2 separate regions of the Ovis aries genome follow, and region 2 is linked to region 1. Evidence: chromatin contacts called from public Hi-C data. All regions are on one chromosome and are shown on one strand. Each heading gives the region's core, a stretch centred on a gene start, on an enhancer-like site or on the middle of the called end of the contact. The rest is flanking DNA. Distances are from core to core; before and after follow the strand shown.

Evidence for each region. Hi-C and Micro-C count contacts between places; a contact is called where the count stands out from the background.
Region 2: a contact with region 1 is called in a Hi-C map of mixed tissues, with 3 times the contacts expected there. The contact joins two enhancer-like sites. A contact is called at or near these places in 6 of 16 Hi-C or Micro-C datasets (liver, mesenteric adipose tissue, mixed tissues and 3 more).

What each region holds. Positions count from the first base shown.
Region 1 is chr1:255,663,144-255,667,814 of ARS-UI_Ramb_v3.0, forward strand. No RefSeq gene overlaps it. Among named protein-coding and RNA genes, the nearest start is that of TRNAS-GGA, 33 kb to the left of the region's middle. Within about 2 kb of position 1,533, at least 41 of the 54 cell types and tissues checked have an H3K27ac peak or open chromatin away from gene starts, as enhancers often do.
Region 2 is chr1:255,763,725-255,768,983 of ARS-UI_Ramb_v3.0, forward strand. All of the region lies in intron 2 of RYK (receptor like tyrosine kinase), which reads left to right. Among named protein-coding and RNA genes, the nearest start is that of RYK, 35 kb to the left of the region's middle. Within about 2 kb of position 1,552, at least 3 of the 54 cell types and tissues checked have an H3K27ac peak or open chromatin away from gene starts, as enhancers often do.

The DNA of each region.
Region 1 (4,671 bases), core at 283-2,782:
TGGTCTGGCAGCCACTGATGGGTAGGCAGGCTCAGGGGGCTGTTTGGATCACATGCTTTTCCTTCAGGGGTTTCCCCGGTGGCTCAGAGGTGAAGAATCCACCTGCAATGCAAGAGATGCAGGTTTGATGCCTGGATCTGGAAGATTCCCTGGAGGACATGGTAATCCACTCCAGTATTTTTGCTGGGAGAATCCCATGGACAGAGGAGTCAGGTGGGCTGTGGTCCATGGGGTCACAAAGAGTCAGACGTGACTGAAGCAACTAAGTAGGCATGCTCTTCCTTAAACCCTCTGAACACAAGGCTCCCTCTTTCACCCATCTTTTGGGCTAACTCCTATTGACCTCTCAGGTCACTTGGCAGCTTCCTCCTGGAAGCCTTCCAAGATCTCCCAATCTGGGTTATTCTTTTATGTTTCCCAACACCCTTGGCTTTGTCCCTCTCTGGGTGTTTCAGCAACTGTCTCTAGAATCTGAATGTCAGCTCCTAAAGGACAGGAGGTGCCTTGTTCACCTCTGTGCCCCCAGAATTTAGCTCAGGGACTGTCACAGCTCAGTAAATATTTGGTGAATGAATTAAATACGTCAGTTCAGTTCAGTCGCTCAGTCGTGTTCGACTCTGCGACTCCATGAACCACAGCATGCCAGGCCTCCCTGTCCATCACCAACTCCCAGAGTTCACCCAAACCCATGTCCATCGAGCTGGTAATGCCATCCAAACATCTCATCCTCTGTGGTCCCCTTCTCCTCCTGCCCTCAATCTTTCCCAGCATCAGGGTCTTTTCCAATGAGTCAGCTCTTCGCATCAGGTGGCCAAAGTATTGGAGTTTCAGCTTCAACATCAGTCTTTCCAATGAACACCCAGGACTGATCTCCTTTAGGATGGACTGGATGGATTTCCTTGCGTCCAAGGGATTCTCAAGAGTCTTCTCCAACACCACAGTTCAAAAGCATCAATTCTTCGGTGCTCAGCTTTCTTCATAGTCCACCTCTTCCTTTATAGTCCAACATGACCACTGGAAAAATAGCCTTGACTCTTGGATATTTAGTCCCTTCCTGGCTTGTCAAAGAGCACCTGATCCCAAACTGGATCTTCTGCTTTTCCCTTCCCCTCTTCAAGCCTTACCAGCCACAGTGTGCCCTAAAGTTGGCAAATCTAGGGTCTGAACTCTGTCCCTTGAGGCTGGTGGATTCCATCGTCCCTTCCACCCCTTCCCCTGACTTCTCCATGCCACAGTGGACTACATCGGGTTTCCCTTCTTTTCTAAACCACATCTGCTCTCGAAGCACGCTACCCTGGGACTGGTGTTGAGTCCCCGATGGTCTGGCAGCCGTCAGTACCCTATCCTCCAGCCGGACGTGCTACAGGTTCTGGGGGGTGGCAGAGAGGGGGCCCTCCCGCGGAGCCGCTGCCAGGCGTTCTCCAACGGGAGGGGACCGAACTTCTGCGTTCAGGGCGCGCAGTGTACACCCTGTTCACATTCCTAAGCAGACCGGAATGCGGACGCGGGACAAGCCAAGGGCCGCATTCCTCGGGTTGGGCGGGAGCACGGCCCGGGCCCCGCCCCGCCAGCCCCGGCCCCGCCCCCAGGCCCTGCCTGCTGGACCCTGGACCACAGCCTGAGAGGGCGTCCCCTGGCGGTGCCGGCGGCCAGAGGCGGGACCCGCGGCTCTGCCCTCTATTCCGGGCCCCCTGCCCGTCCTCCCCGCCTCCTCCCGGGTTCTCTGGGCCTGAACCCAGCCCGCCCTTTGGATCTTAGAATCCCCTCCTTTATCTTCCCCGGGAAGCTGCCTGCTTCCGGAAACTGATTAGGACTCCAAAGCGCTTATTGGTTTTTGTTATGTGCTGCCAGTCAAATCAGAAAAAAAGGAATGGCTCCCCAGGCCTTCACAAAATCCTAACTCCAGGGTGGCTTCCTCTCCTGGCTTCCCATCCTGTCCCCAGGGAGCCCGTCTTGACCTGCCTCTGATGGGTGCCTCTGTGGGAATTTCCCACCCTCGTGCGCGGTCTCCTCCCAGCTGGCCCAACTGGCACCATCAGGGCCAGAGACCAAGATGAATGGCCTCGCCCCTGCCGAGTCACCTCCCACTGCTCCACTGAGGGCTTGGGGAAAGAAAATGTGGCCCTAAGTCGAAAGCTGTGAGAAAATGGGCCTGAGTCTGTAGGTCTGTACCTTGGCCTCTACTGGAAAAAGCACCACTGCCTCAGAGGAAGGATCCCTGGGAGCCGAGGCCCCAAGAAAGTGGAAAGCCACTGGGCTGAGGGTTTCCACGATGGTGTAGAAACACAACACACACACAAACTGCACTAACCTCAAAACACCACTGAAACAGGTTAGCAAAAAAGGGCTTGTACCCAGAACCAGGACTGGGCTATACATGTTTAAGTCACCCTCCAGGGTCTTGAAGAAGAGGAGCTGTTTACTCACTCCTGCGTGAGGGGACAGGCAGCTTGTTTCCTCAGATACCTGGTCAATGGAATGGTGGACACTGCCAGGAAGGCGTGGGCTCACACCCCACTTTCTCAGCTTGTTGCCGGTATCCTTCCTAGTGGGAAAGAAGCTGTGCCCTCACGTTGCTTGCATATGGAAATTTGCATGTTTATCAGCCCATTACCGGTTAGGCACTCACCCTGTGGTTAAAGTGACATCTGAGCAGCCAGTAATGAAAGAAAGCATGCCTGGAACTTGCATTGCTCACCGTCAGAGAGGGTTGTGAATGTTGCCAGGAAAGATGGGAAAGCAGAAACCAAACTCTCATTGGCCAACACCTCAGCTGTAAGAAAGGGCAGGGCAGCAGGGGCACTGGATTGGAGCTTGGCCTTGATTGCTAGCTTACCTTGACCTTGACAGCTGGCTTACCTTGCTCAGTTGTTTTCTCAGCCTCTCAAGGGAGGAAAACACTGTGGTCCCTTTGTCCCTGGCCAGGAGGGAGGCCCAGAGTGGTAGACAAGGTGGCTGGTGGCCCTGCAGCTCTGGTTTGAGATGGCAGCCCTAGCTCCAGGTCTGCCTCTTCCCCCGACACAGAAAATGGACATTCCAGCCTGTCACAACACCCCAGTGGTTCCTTGAATGGCAGTGCCAGAGCTCTGTCTCGGTGGAGTGTGAGGAGCTTGAAGTATTCATGAAGGACGCAGAAGACCCAGTGATGAGTCTATTCACTTCACACACTGACTCAGGACCTACCCCAGGAGACTTACCGTCCACTGGGGGAGAGCGATGTCAATCCGGCCAGTACAGTGCAATGTGACGAGCAGCAAGGCAGAGGAAGGCTGGGCAGAGCATGGGCAGGAGGGTCTTCTTTGTGGGAGTGGGAGGTAGAAGGGGTGGATGGTGGGGAGGTGAAGGGGTTGGAAGGAGACTCTGCCAGAAGAGGGAGCTCTAATTCTTGCCTCTACTCTAGACTCAGTATTGTGAGGCCATCATGCGTTGTGCTACATTTTGCTAATGAATCTCCATGCACTTTGCTGATCACGTGGTTAGATCGGCCAGACTTTAAAGCTTGAGTTCTGAGGTCACTTTCTAAAGATGAGTGACTTTCTATTCCCCTCTGAACCTGTAATGGGATGTGGTTTTAAGACTGAATTTGCCCCCAGAATTTTCTGCTTCCCATGGAGTTACTTGAAGCCAGCATCCCCTTCACTGATGTGTGGACCGTCATCTCACTCCCTTCCACCCTGCGAATTTAATGTGTGCAGCAGAACTGGGCAGCTCCCATCCTGTACACTTAGGTGAGTGACTGACCTCCTCTGAGCCTCATTCCACTCCACCCGTGGGCTTAAAATCAACAGAAGGCTACCAGGTCCTACCTATCCCATATTGAGAAAAGTGAATTCAGATCATAAGTCCTTTGGAAAACTACAGTTTTTGAAAATTTTATTATGGGGAGTAAAGTTTTTAAAATATGAGTGTGCTTTAGAATCATCAGTTGGTGGGAGTGGGGATGAGGGTATATTTTAAACGTTTTTTTTTTTCAGCCCACTCACAGATTCTGAGTCAGGAGGCCTCAGGTGGGACACTGGATCTGCATGTTTCCAAATCATCCTAAAGAGTCCTGATGCCATCAGTCCTTGAACTGCACTTGGCTGCGCTGGGTCTTAGCTGTGGCGCATGGGCTTGGTTTCTCCACAGCATGTGGGATCTTAGTTCTCTGACCAGAGATCGAACCCATATTCTCTGCATTGCAAGGCAGATTCTTAACCACTGGACCACCAGGGAAGTTCCTGGACTGCACTCGGATAAGAACTGATACCGGTGACCATGCATCGCAGTGAGTCCACTTAGAATGAACTCTCCCTATGTCAAGATTTGGACAAATCCCTTGATATTTTTGTAATCTTATGCCTTGGAAAGGAAGTGCATGTGGACTGGGACTGAGGGGGAAGCCTCTCCACTGTGCACAGTGTCCCAGAAAGTAGGCCTACTCCAGTGAGCCCAGAAGAGGGTCACCCACAGAAGGCTCCCCTTTCCCCTTCCCCCTCCTTCTGTTACAGGAATTGGGCACTCGCAAAGCAGACCAAGAACAAACAAAACCTACCTGATTTGAAATGCCTCAGCAGGAATCTGAACCAAACCCCAAAGTGTCATCATTCCAATCACTGGTCTTAAGCAATGTCAGTAACAGTCTTCACAAAACCCAATGCTTATCCCTTTGGTCCACAGTGAACTCTGAGA
Region 2 (5,259 bases), core at 302-2,801, 100 kb after region 1:
AGTTTTAAAATGGAAAAAAATGAATGTAACTCATAGTTTGAACATATAGCTAAGCCTGTAGAAGGTATAAGAATTCTGAGGAAAGTACTAGTCATGTTATGACTTAAAATGTTTTATAGTAAAAAAGCAAAGGAGTGTGTGTATGTTAAATCTAATGTCAGGTTTGACCTCCATTGCAACTCCTAGTTCCAGTTTTAGGGCATAATTTCTTTTGTGGTTTTAGCATAGTTGTTTAATTGAAGTTTGTTTATTTTAAAAATTAATCTTTTGAGTATTTTGTTTATGCATATGGTACAAAATGCGAAAGGCATAGGGGTATGTAGTGAAAAATAAATCCCCTAGCCCTTTCTAGTACCATCCCCAAGCAATTTAGCCACCTAACTCCCCTTCCATTGGCAGCCACTGTTCCCTGATTCTGATCTCCCCTTCTAAAGATAGTCTGTACATGGATAAGCATCTAGATATGTGTATGTATGTGTGTGTATATATATATTTTTGAAATGATAGTCATGCAAGGGGGCAGGAGAGACATGATGAAGAGTTCTTCACCTGATCTTGTTAGCTCTGGAATGCAGTTAGGAACTTTCAGAAGGAGAGTCAAGGCTTCTCGGGTCCAACACTTTGCAATTATTGCTTTTTAAGAATTACCAGAAGATGAGATACTTGCTTCTAAAGATCTTCAGTCTTCTTGGTATGTCACTTCATTGTGGATATTTTAACATTATCGAAGCTTCTGATAATAGTGTTCTGCAGTGACTTTGTTTTATCTTGCCAAACAGATTGTGGTCTTCTCAGAGACTGGAGCTTTGTCTTACTCTTGACATTGTATCACACTGCCTTAGAGAGTGGTTGGTAAATATAATGGGTTAATTGCATTTCCAGATGGGGTAAGAACTCTGGTGTTGCTTTTCTTTCACAGTCCCCTTACTGCTGGTTTTAACAGATAACAACTTGCTTCGGCATTCCAGAACATTCTCCAGTATCCAGGAAAAAAACTTGCAATTGCATCTGTTAAGTGTCAGATATTTTAGATAGCTGAAAGGCAAAAATATACCAAAAGGTAGCAGAATACTTACCCCACTCAGTCTCTATAAGCTGTTCTTTGGTTTCAGAAATTCATCATTGTCAGGAGGGTCTGCAGGGAACTTGTCCAGAGTTCCTACAGCAGCCCTGGGGGCCAGCCTGCTGTATCCCCTGCAGAGTGGGGTTTCTGTGAGAAAGGCAGCACTTGTGATAATTTCAGAGAAATTGAAAGGCTGTTGGGCTTCAGGCAAAGTGTACTCACTTTAAATCTGTACTGGGTTCCAAGAGGAAGTGGCTTTACTTAGCAGCTGCCTATTTGCAATTACCATTTGTTTCCAAGTAAGGGAAGATTACAAAAAATGTTTATTTCTTAGCTTATTCAAATATTTATATTTTTTTCTTATTTCTTTTCTGAAGTATTTTGGCTCATTCTTTGTTCGGATAAACAACTGATTTTCAGATTTTCTTTGTTCCAGTAGATTATAAATGTTAGTTTTAGAGCAGATCTGTTTCTTCAAAGGATTATTGGCCAGTGAGAGTCTGTATAGATCGATGGCATGCCAAAATAGAAAAAACTGCCCTTTAATAATAAGCTGTTTCTAACCCCAGAAACTACAATTTAAAATTTTATATTCTGAAGATTCCTGAGGGAGAAGAGAACTGCTTTGGAATGCCTTTCATGTTTAGGCAGTCCCTCAAAAAGGGAGGCCACAGGGCAGGCGCCATGCTTTCACGCTTTTCTGTGTTCCAGGCGGCTGCTGCTGGCCAAAGGGCTGGGCTTCTCAGAAATCCTGCTCAACCCCTTCACCACTTCTCCGCGTGCCTCTGATGCTACCCAGCTCCATTCACGAGCCCATTTCTCTACCTTTTGCCCTCACCCCCTGCCACACTGAGGCTCTCCAGTGCTGGTCTCGTCCCTGCCCTCAGACTACAATTAGGGCCTTTAACCTTGTTTGCAGCTCGCTCTGTCTACTGCCCCAGGGGTTCTGGTCCCTGGCTGGCTGTGCCTCTGCCTGCAATTATTGAGACCTAGAGTAAAGGAGACAGCAAGTGTGGGGAAGCATAGTAAATTTGGTTTTCAATCTGCTGTGTTTGAGAGCTGTAAGATTATTAGGCACATATGTCTAGTAAGTTATTAGGCATATGGGAGAGAATGAAGATGTAGGAGAGTGAGAGAGACGAGCTGATGATACAGGATCCCATTAGTGGTCTAGTGGGCTAAGGCTAGTGTGCTGAGAGAAGGGTTTATCATTTGGAGAAGGGAATAAATCTCTCCTTGGGAGTGGAGTGCAGAGGAAGAGTGCTCTAACAGATCTGCCTGGAAAGTGAAAAGTAAAGTCGCTCAGTCGTGTCCGACGCTTTTCGACCCCATGGACTGTGTCCTACCAGGCTCCCCCGTCCATGGGATTTTCCAGGCAAGAATACTGGAGTGGTTTGCCATTGCCTTCTCCAGGAGATCTTCCTGACACAGGGATTGAACCTGGGTCTCCCACATTGTAGGCAGACGCTTTACCATCTGAGCCACCAAATCTGCCTGGAGCTGAAAAGAAAGGCAGAAAGTGGGGTGCAGGTTCTTGTGTGCCAGGTGAAGGGGACAGGAGCATTGTCTGAGAGGAGGAAAGTGGGGCGGGCAGCAGGTGGTGAAGCCGTGAGTCCCATGAGGTTTGGAGTGAGACGACTAGGGAGAAGGGGCTGAGTGGGGAAGGGACTGCTGAGCGGGATTAATGGCCTACCCTGAACGTGGGGATCATCGTTGTGTAAGAGCAGCTTTCTCTCTGGTCTGTGGTTTCCCCTGGCTGTGCTGGGCAGCAGGGGTGGCGTGAGAGGTGGTCAGTGTTCTGACGGCAAAAAGACGATGTTGGTAGCCAGTCTTCTCTGGGGCACAGTCTGTGGAAAGTGAAACCAGGTCCCTGGATGGATAGGCTGGAGAGAATGGAAATAGTGTCACTGGCTATTACATCCCAGCTATGAGCACAGCCCTTGGTTTACAAATGTGCTTCATAAGTGTTGGTTGAATCAGTGTTGGAATCAAAGAACTGGTTTTGTAGAAATCAGAGGTTGTGATGGGCTCTTTGATAGATTGGGATTTTTACATTTGTTTTGGTTATGAAGTACTTCTTCAGTACATAGGAATGCTGAATATTAATATCAAAGCCACCAGGAAGATGGCAGGAGACAAGGAGAGCCGAGCGCCACGGGCTCTGTAAAGTCCTCGTGTGACACTGATGATGATGGCGTGAGAAATAGCCATTGTGAGTAGAAGCTGTGAGCTTTAGAGTACAGGGGCTTGTGCATGAGGAAGGGAAGTAGAGAAAGGACCTGAAGATCCTGAGGGAATGCTGACCCTGCTGTCTAGGCCCTGAGGGTTGAGGGTTACAGGGACCAAATGATTAGGAAAGCCGGGCTGGAGGAAAAGGCAGGGAAGACTCTTGTGAAGAGGCCGACAGTGTGAGAGTCTATTCAGTCTAGTGGGGTTCCCAAGATAGGGGACAATACAGAGGGCTGCAGGATTGCTCTTGGCAGGGCACAGGAAGGCTTGTGTCAGAATCTTGGCGGTCAGGAGCAGGCTGGCCAATATGAGGAAGTGCAGTGGGGCATAGCATGGCCACCCTGGAATGACTGCTGATGCTACTGGGGTCTGTGTTTATCAGAGGGGACCTGTACTGGACTGACAGTTAGGTGTGTCATTTAATTATTTTATTTGATCCTCAGCAGCAGCAGCATTTTATAAAAACTGAAGCTCGGGAAAAGTTAGTAAATTATCTGATGGTCACACAGTCTCATGGTTCCAATCCAGTTCTTGCTGACTGTGCTGAATTTTTTTTCAGGCAGTTGCCTTTCATGTATTGCTTTGTTTAGAGATTGCATGGATATAGGAATATAGTCAAACGCATTTTCTTAATATTAGTAAGTATTGCTGGAAAGCCTGCTCATTCTTGGCCCACACTTGCTGGGCTATGGCTCTCTCACACCCCCTGGTGGCAGTGACTAAGTATTGCCGCATGCTAAGGTGAGCGGGAACACTTCAAACCAAGGAACCACCAAGTCACTGATGTGCAGCAGCAAGAGCATTTCCTTTGTTATGAACATGGCACTTAACAAATACAACTTTTAACAATTGTTTGTATATCTATCTTAACTGTAAAGCAGTGCTTTAATACTTGCATATCCCTATAGCGTTCTGGGTACACCTGAATGGCCCAGTACCCTGATGCTGGGAAAGAAGGCAGGAGGAGAGGGGGACAGCAGAGGACAAGATGGTCAGATGGCATCACTGACTCAAGGGACATGAGTTTGAGCAAGCTCTGGGGGATGGTGAAGGACAGGGAAGCCTGGCGTGCTGCAGTCCACAGGGTCACAAAGAGTCGCACATGACTGAGCAACTGAACAACAGCAGTACTGTTCTGGAACTTTCAAGTGAAGTGTGAAAAGGGGAACCAAGAGAGGGAGTTATAGTCATTGGATTGATCCCTTCTTATCTGTGGGTTAGACACCTCCTGACTCAGTCAGTGCCCAGGTGTCCATCCTTTCTCTTACAATCTGGGAGGTTACTCTTTTCCCTGTTTTCTTTCATCTTTGTTATGTCCTATTTATTGGTTTTTTCCATTAGCGTGTACCACATTTGAGTATCTCCCATTGAAAAAAGAAAGATAGGCTTTGAAGTCTATTCTGCCATTACCTAATTATGTTCTTTCTAGTTAAGTTTCTTGAAGAATGGTTTCTTGAACCTCTTTCCTACTACTGTTTTCCTAACCCTCTGCCCTTTGGCTTCTGCCAATCCCAGCCTTCACTGGAAGGCCTGTGACCACTGAGAGGGGTTCCCTTCTCATTGAATCCCAAGGACAGGACAAAGAATATCGGGAAATATAAGGCCTTGTTGAGGGTCTTGAAGATGGCATCCATTCTGAATTTCAGCTATTGCTTTGCAGTTTGAGCTGTTTCTTTCATGAACATCTTGCTAGCAAAAGGGGTGTGTTTGGTGTTGATATTGATTGATACTGATTGGTTCTATCAAGCCACCTATAGAGGCCAGGTATTGATAGAGAATATTGGTGTTCCTGAGACATTTTTCTAGTCATCTGTCTTCCTTTCTGGATTCTGAATCACTTGAGATCCAGAAGTTAGGTGGACATCTAAACATTAACTCTATTAGTGGTGAAAGCTGGACTAGAGAATGCAGCATAGATATTTTATGAGAAATTTGTACTTTGGAATCTACTTGTGAGGTGAGTGGAT